Regions from separate parts of the Mus musculus genome. Here regions 1 and 3 are each linked to region 2. The links are chromatin contacts, called in public Hi-C and HiChIP or PLAC-seq maps. All regions are on one chromosome and are shown on one strand. The core of a region is the stretch at or near the end of the contact, and the rest is flanking DNA. Distances in the headings are between cores, read along the strand shown.

The links. A called contact is a pair of places that touch in the nucleus more often than the background predicts. HiChIP or PLAC-seq counts read pairs in DNA pulled down with a chosen protein or histone mark.
Region 1: a contact with region 2 is called in an H3K4me3 HiChIP or PLAC-seq map of bone marrow-derived macrophages, with 4 times the contacts expected there. The contact joins two enhancer-like sites. A contact is called at or near these places in 6 of 39 promoter capture datasets (the C10 cell line, the HPC-7 cell line, cranial neural crest and 3 more), 1 of 484 Hi-C or Micro-C datasets (bone marrow-derived macrophages) and 14 of 115 datasets of contacts at active chromatin or transcription factors (the 230-238 cell line, the HPC-7 cell line, bone marrow-derived macrophages and 11 more).
Region 3: a Hi-C map of bone marrow-derived macrophages shows a contact between it and region 2, with 29 read pairs. The contact joins two enhancer-like sites. A contact is called at or near these places in 6 of 39 promoter capture datasets (the C10 cell line, the HPC-7 cell line, cranial neural crest and 3 more), 2 of 484 Hi-C or Micro-C datasets (bone marrow-derived macrophages and nephron progenitors) and 1 of 115 datasets of contacts at active chromatin or transcription factors (embryonic stem cells).

Annotation. Positions count from the first base shown.
Region 1 is chr2:116,974,422-116,977,518 of GRCm38.p6, reverse strand. No RefSeq gene overlaps it. Among named protein-coding and RNA genes, the nearest start is that of Gm46758, 59 kb to the right of the region's middle. Within about 2 kb of position 1,623, at least 300 of the 459 cell types and tissues checked have an H3K27ac peak or open chromatin away from gene starts, as enhancers often do. A contact at or near this core is called in bone marrow-derived macrophages, where this site is marked.
Region 2 is chr2:117,144,379-117,147,898 of GRCm38.p6, reverse strand. The region is part of intron 1 of Spred1 (sprouty protein with EVH-1 domain 1, related sequence); the gene reads right to left. Among named protein-coding and RNA genes, the nearest start is that of Spred1, 25 kb to the right of the region's middle. Within about 2 kb of position 1,683, at least 8 of the 459 cell types and tissues checked have an H3K27ac peak or open chromatin away from gene starts, as enhancers often do. A contact at or near this core is called in bone marrow-derived macrophages, where this site is marked.
Region 3 is chr2:116,953,671-116,957,180 of GRCm38.p6, reverse strand. No RefSeq gene overlaps it. Among named protein-coding and RNA genes, the nearest start is that of Gm46758, 39 kb to the right of the region's middle. Within about 2 kb of position 1,665, at least 12 of the 459 cell types and tissues checked have an H3K27ac peak or open chromatin away from gene starts, as enhancers often do. A contact at or near this core is called in bone marrow-derived macrophages, where this site is marked.

The DNA of each region.
Region 1 (3,097 bases), core at 374-2,873, 170 kb after region 2:
CAGAAAACCAAGGAACTATTATTTCCAGAGCATTCCTTGGAAGAGAAAATGCTAAGGCAGCCTAGGGAGTGGTAATTAATTTAGCACTTTGCATTCCGGAAGAAGCATTCCCGGGTAAATCAAGTCCTCTGTCAGCTCACCCCTCTGGGTAGGATGAGGTGTTCTCTCACCGGCAACCTGGTATCCGCCCAGAGCCTCCCGGTACCCGGGTTTGTTGCCCTGTGGCTGTGTAAACAACGTCTCTGCCTGGAAGAGCTCAGAGTCAGTTTTGGCCATTTAACCTATGTGTGACCCTGAAAATGTGAAAATGTTAATCTCAGTCTCTCTCAGCTTTGTTTCCTTTTTTTTCAGTGAAAGGGAGGAAGCTATAGAATCCAGTTCAGAGCCTACTGTGAGGAATTAGGGAGGCCCTGTGTAAAGCACTTGGAATTTTCTCTCCCCACCCCCATACCTTCAGAAATAACGAGTGCAGAGTCACTCTATCTGCTTGTGAACATTTTGAAGGTTTTCATTCCCCTCGAGAGGAAAGAGGTCTGTTTTGGAGAGAGGCCAGTGGTGTTCAAAATGCAGGAAGTAAAAGAAACATAGGAGCAATTCCCTTGCACTGGAGGAGAGCTCTCTTTTAGTATAAGCAGAAAAGCAAATTGACTTGGTGAATAATAATTTTTCTTGAAGGTTTTTTTTTTTAATTGTTGTGTTTTTTGAGTTTTGTTTTGTTTTGTTTTTGTCTTTTACTGAGATGAACCAGCTTCCGCCTGAGGTGAACAAATCCTTTCCCCTCTCAGATCTTATCGTTTCTTATCTGGAAGATGGATAGATTGGAGCCAGTCTCTCCAGTGTCTGGTGGCTGTTTGATCCTGCCATGCCCTGTTGCATCCGCCCGGGAGGAATGTGTCTGGAGCCTGTTTCTGTCTTGGGCTGTGAAACTCAGCCTGGAGGGGCTTCCTCAGAGTGAAGGAAAAGTGACCTAGCCTCACTTCTGTTTGACGTTAGAGTTCTGTAGCTTTCTTTGGTGGGGGGGTCTAACACGTGGGACCAAAGGAAAAGCGCATGGAGTCTGCAAACAGTTGTGGAACAAGTGCGTTTCCCCGCAGGCCAGCAGGGGAGAGGGAAAGGAAACAAAACAAGACAAAAAAAAAAAAAAAAAAAAACCACACACACACACACACACACACACACACACACAAAAGATGTTTATTGCAAAGCTACAGTCCCAGACTAACCTGGAGGGATGTTTGAATTCTGGAAAACCTTATGGATAAGCCTCGCAATTATGTACTTAGTCACAACCAGAGGGGAGGAACTTTGAAGGCACTGAATTGAAGAGACACAAAAGTCAGGAAGTGACCCTTTCGTGGGGACTGCAGAGGCCACAGAGGAGAAACAAAGTCCCTTCACAACCAGGGAAGACGGACCGTACCATCCCGGGGGGCCGGAGTGGGGAAGAGGGCGGTGGAAACTGACATCCTCGCTCTCAAGGAGCCGGCGAGGACACGGGATTTCCCGACTGAAAAGCCTCAGTGTTCGCCTGTCCCCGCACAGCCTCTCCCCCTCCGTGGAGGCCTGGGTCCGGCAGCCCGGGGGCGCCCTGCATCACCGCTCTGTGCGCGGGCGGGGCCGCGCTCCCCGGCCTGGAGATGGATGGCGTGCCCGAGCCAGCCCATCTGCGGCCGCGGCTGGTCCGGGAGGAAGCCGTCCCCGGGGATGAATGGGGCTTTGTTCGCTGCCAGCCGCGCTCCCCTCGCGGCCCGGCCCGGCACAACGGAGGCAGTATGCGACAGGCATGGAAATGAGCCGCGGGCTCTCCCCTCGCAGCGCCCAGGAATGCTGGCCAGCCGGAAAGGAGCCCTCGCTGGGGACCCGCTCCCGCGCCTCTGAAACCCCATTGAGAAGGGCTCTTTGAAGCAATTAAAGCGCGTTTCACGGCGGCCCGGGAGGGGGCCCTGGCCGTCCAGCTTCTCTTTTTACCCCTCTTCTCTGTCCGATCGTGTTTGTGCACCTTGGTGTGGCGGGTTACCTAGAAACCAGGCCAGAACCCGCTCCCTCTCTTGCAGAGATTCTGTAACCTCACAAAAGTGTCCCCATAAACAGATTGCTTGTCACCAGGGGGCGGGGGTGTGTGCGGGCTAGAACCCAGTTTGGACTTGCTCCAAGCTGACCTGCAGAGCCTGGGTTCCTGCTTTCAAAGGCTTCTTTGCTGGGCTCTGCACCCACCTGCCCTGCAGTCAGGTTTAGGCAGACAGAAATTGCCTCTAGATGAAAAAGTCCTGAGGCTGCGGCTCAGCATTTTCCATTTTCTCAGTGGTGGGGTGGGCCGCGTTCAGGTCTAGAAGTGATGTCACAACCAGCCCTGTAAAGTGATGTAACCTGCACTTGTTGAAGGACTAGGACCGGGCTATTTTGAGACTCTTGAGTTTCTTCCTTCCCCCCTGGAGAAAAGTGGGTGACTGGGCAACTCACAAAGCCGCTCTGGGTACAGCGGTTCTCATTTGTTACCGGGGAAAATCTTAAGGCTCAGGAACTGATTCCGTGAAGAAGGATGGAATTCCTTCTAAATTGGAGGTGGGCACCTTATATATATACCCATGGGGCAAGTGTGTGAACTGAAGGCCCAGTAACACCCATATAAAAAGATTTCATTGAGTTCTCTAGTTGATTTTATAGTGCTTTCTTTCCTCTAGGAGTTAAGTCTGTCTCTTCCCCAGCAGGTGCTTCCTAGAGAACAGGATTCTTTTGTTGTAGCTTTGCTTTGTTTGTTGTGTTTCTGAGACTTGGTTCTTGAATTTCCCTCTGTGGCCAAGAATGGTGGTATATTCCGGATCGGCCTGCCTCTACCTCCCAAGTGCTGGAGTTCAGGCGTGTGCTGCCTTGAGCATCATGATCTCTTTGGGGGGGGGGGGGTTGTTTGTTTGTTTTGTTTTGTTTAGAAGTATGGGAAAGGTTCTGTGTTCAGAGCAGGTCCTTAACAATACTTATGCTAGGCAAATACATTCAATGAAGGAGCGAATGAAGTCCGATCCTCTGTTTTGTTTGTTTTGTATAATTCCAAACGAGAAGTAGAAGTAGTGAGCACAAGGTGGTTCCTGGGCAAGGAAGA
Region 2 (3,520 bases), core at 434-2,933:
GGCGGGAGACGTGTTGAATACATTATCTATTCTCTTTGCCACAAATAATACATGCAAACAAACAAACAAAGGTACTCCTCTTAAACAATAAAGAATCTTAGTTATAATAAAAATGATGCAAATTAGAGATTATCAAATGCCAACAATGCATTTACTAGCTCAGAAGATAGAAAATATGGAAATATAAGCTAGTAAATAGGTTTTAAGGTAGTCTATAAATATCCATCAAAATTTAAAATATGAACATTCTTTGACTCAGCAAATCTAGTTGCTCTCTTTCTTCCATGGTGTCCAAACCTACTACTTCCTACATAATGCACGTATCCTCTACCAACTTGAAAGAACTGATACTTTACTACTTATAATGCCCCATGTTTCATTAACTTGCTCCAACAAAAGCTGATATTGCAGACGTTCCCACAGTCCTTTTTAGAACAACCAACATGTGCTCCTTCCAAAGAGGTTGGGCATATCTCATGAGACTCAGTAGCTGTTCTGTGGAAACTAAATAGGCAACTCAAGCAAGGTCGTGCCTAAAGAAAGGCTGATGTTCTCCTGTGGGTTGTGAAAAAACTGTAAAGACACCTCCTGAGAGAGGAGCTAGGAAGACACAGGCAGGAGAGGAAATTATTTTGTAAATGTTTCCATCAAGTAGGGTGTAAATCCAAGACTCGGATAATGAACATTTAATGGTTAATGGCTAGTGTGATTATAATAATAATACTTAAAGCAAAAGTAGGCACTGCTCCATCTTCCTAACTTAATCTATCTGAGAAATTCCTTTTTGCCAGCTAGGAAGAAGGTACAAGTCTATTCTCATTTCTGTGTTGTTAGTTAAAAAAAAATTTTTTTTTTTGCTCAGCCATCATTACTTGTATTATCTATGTTAGCAGACTTTAATGGCAATTGTGGGTTTATATATACGTAGGATAAAGTAGTATCCAACTTTACTATGCTTCCTGGCTCTATGGGGCAGTAGCAAGAGCATTTAGTAACAGATCACCATTCAAGGAAATTTGGGGCTCATCCTAAGAAGGGAAGTCCTTTTACTTTCAACGTTGGAGGGTGGCTTTTGCAGAGTCAGCAAAACTTGCTACGCTGAACTTCTAGACCTTCTGAAGTTACTGTGAACCCCTCCAAGGTTCTGTGCACATGACTTCATTTAACAAAGATGAAAAGCACTTACTTTACCAAATTCATGTAGGGGCAATATTTAGCTATATGCATGCTGAGAGTCCACATAACATCTTGGCACTTAATGCAGGTAGGTGGAGTAAGCTGTAAGAGGCCAGCCTTAAGGGTAATGCAATCAAATTGGGGATACAGGAAAGACATGGAGTCAGTGGCAGGGACCCAGACTCATCAAATAACAAGGAGGAAAAGTTAAGAGTAAACTCACACTGAGTATTAAAATCCACCGACTGGGTGTTCTAAACACGGTCAACATATGAAAGTCTTGGAGGTACCTCCAAGTATTCAATAAATACCTAAATAGGTGAAGGTAAGAGTAACAAAAACAGATAAAGGAGACATTAAAAGTAGCTAAAACTTCTTTACCTTCCATAGTGACTTTGGTGTGTGGGCCCTACAAGGTGACTTAAACAGCCAAATGAGAATTCAGTCAGAATTCAGAACTCTTTAGTGGTATTTACATGGTTACATAATCCTAACATTTCATCCACAGAAGGCAGTTTGCAAACTTCCTCTTAAGAGACTACACTAATCAGAAAATAGAAACTGCAAGACTGTGGAATCTTTGAATGTTTAAATACCCTTTCCGCCTAAATGCAATATAAATCGATTTAATTTTCACTGTCCTACAGCAGTGCTGTCCAATAAAAAACAGAGTCAAACTATGTAACTAAAGAGGGCAGCACTGAATATGGTATGTTACTTCAAGTATAAACACCAACAGATTGAGTAAAATGTACCCAGAATCAATTTTGTTAGAATCACATGGGTGCAGTGATCAAGTAAACTCCAAGTCAAGGAAAGAGAGAGAGAAAAAAGCTATCATCATCAAGGTTATCCTGGTCTGCATTACTAAGTTCAAGTAGCCTATGTCAATTTTGATGGCTGCTCTGTAATTACATGTAAGTAAATTAATAGGTACAATACTGGAAGTTTCTTTTAAACTGTAAGGGGAGGGGCTGGAGAGATGGGTGAGACACACATAAACTAAAATTAAAAAAAAAATCTTTAAATGTGAAAGGACATTACAGAGAAAGAAGGCATTCTAACACTTTTAGAAACTGATGTACTCATAAATAAGTGAATCAATATTGCCTTTTTATTTCCTCTAGTAGAATGTTCATTTCTTTTATATACAAACTTACATAGAATCTTAGATCTTGGCTTGATTTATGAACTCTTAGGCATTTAACATCTGCATCTTAACATTTTTATAACTCCTCATGTTATTTATTCACTTTTAATGGACTGTTTTCAGCTAAACTAAATAATCAAAAACCATCGACCTGATCTGGAGTCTGAACAGAAAGAGAGAGAGGGAGAGAGAGAGAGAGAAAGGGAGGGAAGGAAAGAAAAGCCAGCTGCTTGCTTGCTTTATTTATTTATCTATCTATTTATTTATTTATTTATTTATTTATGGCACTTTTAGTTATTAAATTAGTTTAATAAAATGAGTCCATGTAAGCAGATGCGTAAGCAGGTAAAAGCTGAGTTCTACAGAGGACCCAAAATATCTTTTATACTCCTACAGACAGCTTCTTCAAGTCATAACAAGGGAAGAAAACAACTCTGGCTTTCCACCAAGCATAAGTCATCCAGTCCTCCCAGCCCCATGCTGTTCATCAACAGACAAAATATCACCTAATAACACAGCTGAATATCCAGACACCCAGAACTAAAATCCACTCAAAGTCATTTTCCACAAGGAATTGATTTGCTTAACTGTTTACTGCTATCTAGAACAAAAAAGCCACCAAATAAACAGGTACTTCCTTACAAATACTTGAAAAGTACTTCCTCACTGTAGTTCATTTTATTAATATCAGTTTTCAGAATATGGACACTGCCTGATTATATATAGTATCAATTTTAATGATATCCTATCCTTGCATGATACATAAATAAACATAAGTAGAAAATAGTCATTTATCATAGATTTTATTTTAATATTCGTTAAGATGTATTCATTTATTTTGTGTGTACATATGTATGGGAGTTCCTGTACCACATACATGCCTGGAGGTCAGGACACCCTGCTGGAGTCACTTCTTTCTTCTACATGTAGGTTCAGGGATCAAATGATGTCCCCAGGTACAGCAACAACTGTCTGTACTGACTGAACCATCTTGCCAGCCTATTTTCCTCATGGTGACTTATTAATCATTGTTACTTTTAACTAAGAAGATATTCTTCACAATCAATGAAGGCTGGCTATGTGCATGTGTAACACACACCTATAATGCCAGTACTTGAGGATCAGAAATTCAAGGTCACCTCTGACCACCTAGCCAAGTCACAGCACAATCTAAATGTAACCTAGTTTCAAAAA
Region 3 (3,510 bases), core at 416-2,915, 190 kb after region 2:
CAGACTTCTTCCCCCACCCCCTCTTCCCTTTGACTCTGAGAGAGTGCCCCCCTCCCCATATCCTCCTACCCTGGGGCTTCAAGTTTCTACAGTAATAGGTGCATCCTCTCCCACTGAGGCCAGACAAGACCTCTGCTACATATGGGGTTGGGGGAGGGGTTTGGACCAGTCATGTTTGCTCTTTGGTTGGTGGCTTAGTCTCTGGGAGCTCCCAGGGGTCTGGGTTAGTTGATGCTGTTGGTCTTCCTATGGGGTTGTCATTCCCTTCAGCTCTTTAATCCTTCCCCTAATTGTTCCATAGTGGTTCCCAACTTCAGTCTACTGGGTGTGTGTGAGTATCTGCCTCTGTCTCAGTCAGTTGCTGGGTAAAGCCCCTCAGAGGACAGTCATGCTAGCTCCTGTCTGCAAACACAGCATATCATCAGTAATAGTGTTTGGAATTGGTGCCTGTCCATAGGATGGATTCTGAGTTGGGCCAGTCATTGGTTGGTCATTCCTTCAGTTTCTGCTCCATTTTTGTCTCTGCATTTCTTTTAGACAGCAACAGCTTTGGGTCAAAAGTTTTGTAGGAGGGTTGGTGTCTCCATCTCTCCACTTGGGGTCCTGTCTGACTACTGGAGGTGGTCTCTTCAGGTTAGGCTAAGGTCAACCACACTGAGTTCTGAGAGCCCCCCTCTCCCTCAACCTCTGAGAATTTCTAAAGGTTCTCCCTATCTCCCACCCCTGACATCTGCGTATTTCCATTCATTCTCATGGCCCTCTGGGGCCTCTCTCCTATCTTTCCCCATACCTGATCTCCCCTATTCCCTTGTCTCCCCCGCCCCCAGGTCCCTCCCTCTGCCTCCCATAACTATTTTGTTCCTCCTTCCAAGTGGGATTTAAGCATTCTCTCTTGGGCCTTTCATCTTGTTTAACTTCTTAGGGTCTGTGGGACGTATCCTGACTATTCTGTACTTTTTGGCTAATATCCACTTATCAGTGAATACATACCATGCGTGTCCTTTTGAGTCTGACTTATAATCTCCTTTATCACATTAATTAATTAAATTCCAAAGACATGATCTCACTTCAAAGTCCAGGATGGCCTCAAACCCTTAAACTCCTGACACTACCACTTCTTAAACTCCTGACACTACCACTTCCATCTCCCAAGTGTTGGGATTACAAGATACAGCCCAGCACTTTTGTCTCTTCTATTTTAGTTTCCTTCTTTCCTTCCTTTCACTTCCATCTTTCTTTCCTTCCTTCTTTCCACTTCTTCCTTCCTTCCTTCCTTCCTTCTTTCCTTCCTTCCTTCCTTCCTTCCTTCCTTCCTTCCTTCCTTCCTTCCCTCCCGCCTTCCCTCCCTCCCCCCCTCTTTCTTTCTCTCTTTCTTTCTTTCTTTCTTTCTTTCTTTCTTTCTTTCTTTCTTTCTCTCTCTCTCTTTCTTTCTCTCTCTCTCTCTCTTTCTTTCTTTCTTTCTTTCTTTCTTGCATTCATCTCTTAAAATGCCCAAGTCATTGGATTACATCTTCATCCTTCATTGCTCGGTTGTTTTCCTTAGCTTTTGGAAAACTCAGTAACCCTCACCCCTTGCTTAGTATTCGAGTACGAACTGGCTCTGTACATTTTTTCTGGGTCATCTTTTCAATGTGTGGGTTAAAAAAAGAAGATAAGCAAGTGAAATCAAGAAATAGCTCTGCACTTATTTAAAGAGTTCCTGAGAATGGACTATGCATTCCACAGAGACACAGGCACAGTAGACCAAAGTCCCTTGGGGCTTAATAAAGTGGCTGCATGTCTTAATGACAGAAAAAAATCTATATATGGTGGATTTTAAAAGATAAAATTCCTAGGCAAGCAACTTCAATAGCTCCATAGCTTCTGGAGGACAAGAATCAAATCTGTGTACTTTTGTGAGTTTCCCGAGGAAGAGATCTGGGTTTCCAAAACTACAGTCCTCTGTCCAAGTAGTTCCCCTCTTCCCTACTCTCTCCATGTTGCTGTGACAAAACAACCAAGGAGAAGATGTGTCTCATCAGTTTGGGGAATTGAAAGTCCAAGATTGTCTAGTAGACCTTGGTCAGGGACTTCGTGGTTAGGTCATAGCATCGCAATGACATCATGGCAGAAAGGAGTGTGAGGGACAGACAGAGGTCAAAAAATGAGTGTACTGGCTGGTTTTGTGCATCAACTTGACACAGGCTGGAGTTATCACAGAGAAAGGAGATTCACTTGGGAAGTGCCTCCATGAGATCCAGCTGTGGGGTATTTTCTCAGTGGGTGATCAAGCGGGGAGGGCCCCTTGTGGGTGGTGCCATCCCTGGGCTGGTAGTCTTGGGTTCTATAAGAAAGGAAAATAAGCAAGCCAGGGGAAGCAAGCCAGTAACATCCCTCCATGGCCTTTGAATCAGCTCCTGCTTCCTGACCTGCTTAGTTCCAGTCCTGACTTCCTTTGGTGATGAACAGCAGTATGGAAGTGTAAGCTGAATAAACCCTTTCCTCCCCAACTTGCTTCTTGGTCATGATGTTGGTGCAGGAATAGAAACCCTGACTAAGACAATGAGCTACAGGATAAACTAGACTAGGAGATCTTGCTCTTTTTATTACAATCTGCTTGCAAGGTAGAACTCTCTAATCCATTCCCGGCAGGCCCGACACAGGTAATCCACTCCTGAGGCGGATGCTCCTGTGATGTAATAAGCTCCACCTCATGTAAGTTCCTCCCCTTACACGGCTTGGGGTGAAAGTTCCCAGCGCCTGGACCACTGGGAAACAAGGCGTGTCTAAGCCACAGCGCTAGTGTTCAGTCCTACACCTAGGTCCTCCTCTTCTCTTTGGGAGAACAGGATTACCTCTCAGCACTCTACTGGTATCTGGCTTCTCTCCCAAATTCTAGTTGCCTCTACTTGTTTTGCTTCATTCCAGTACCCCAGAGGCTATATTTATTTAAGGAGTTTCTGAGACTGGATGATGCAGTACACAGAACCTATAGTGGTTTACTAACCTCGGGCTAACTTGCCAGGATTAGTACCCGTAGGTAAAGTGATCCTGAGAAGGTTGGAGGAGAGACTTTATGGGTAGTTCTGGAGATTTCATGGAAAGATAACCTTGGAGCTATGAGAAAAAAAATGTATATATACGTACATATTTTATATGTGCATTTTAATACATATTTATACATACAATATATACACATCTTATATGTATATAGTATATATTTATGTATACTACACACATGTATGCACACACATAAAGTATGGAAATATATAGATTTTTCTCTAGTTCAGAAAACACGTTCCTAGTGATGGAAACTTAACAAGTGACTATAAAAAGCCCAGAAATTTCCTCCACATTATGGAATATGTGCTGGAGCTAAAGCCATTATAAACGTATGTTCAGACTTAGGCCAGAGCTGGACATGGAGGAGAGTGAGTGGGCATGTGCAGGTGTGAGATTTACAGAGAATCGTGGTAGAGTGGGGCTAACTTGGGAGATTTATCGTTGGGAAAATTACTCAAATGCTAAGAG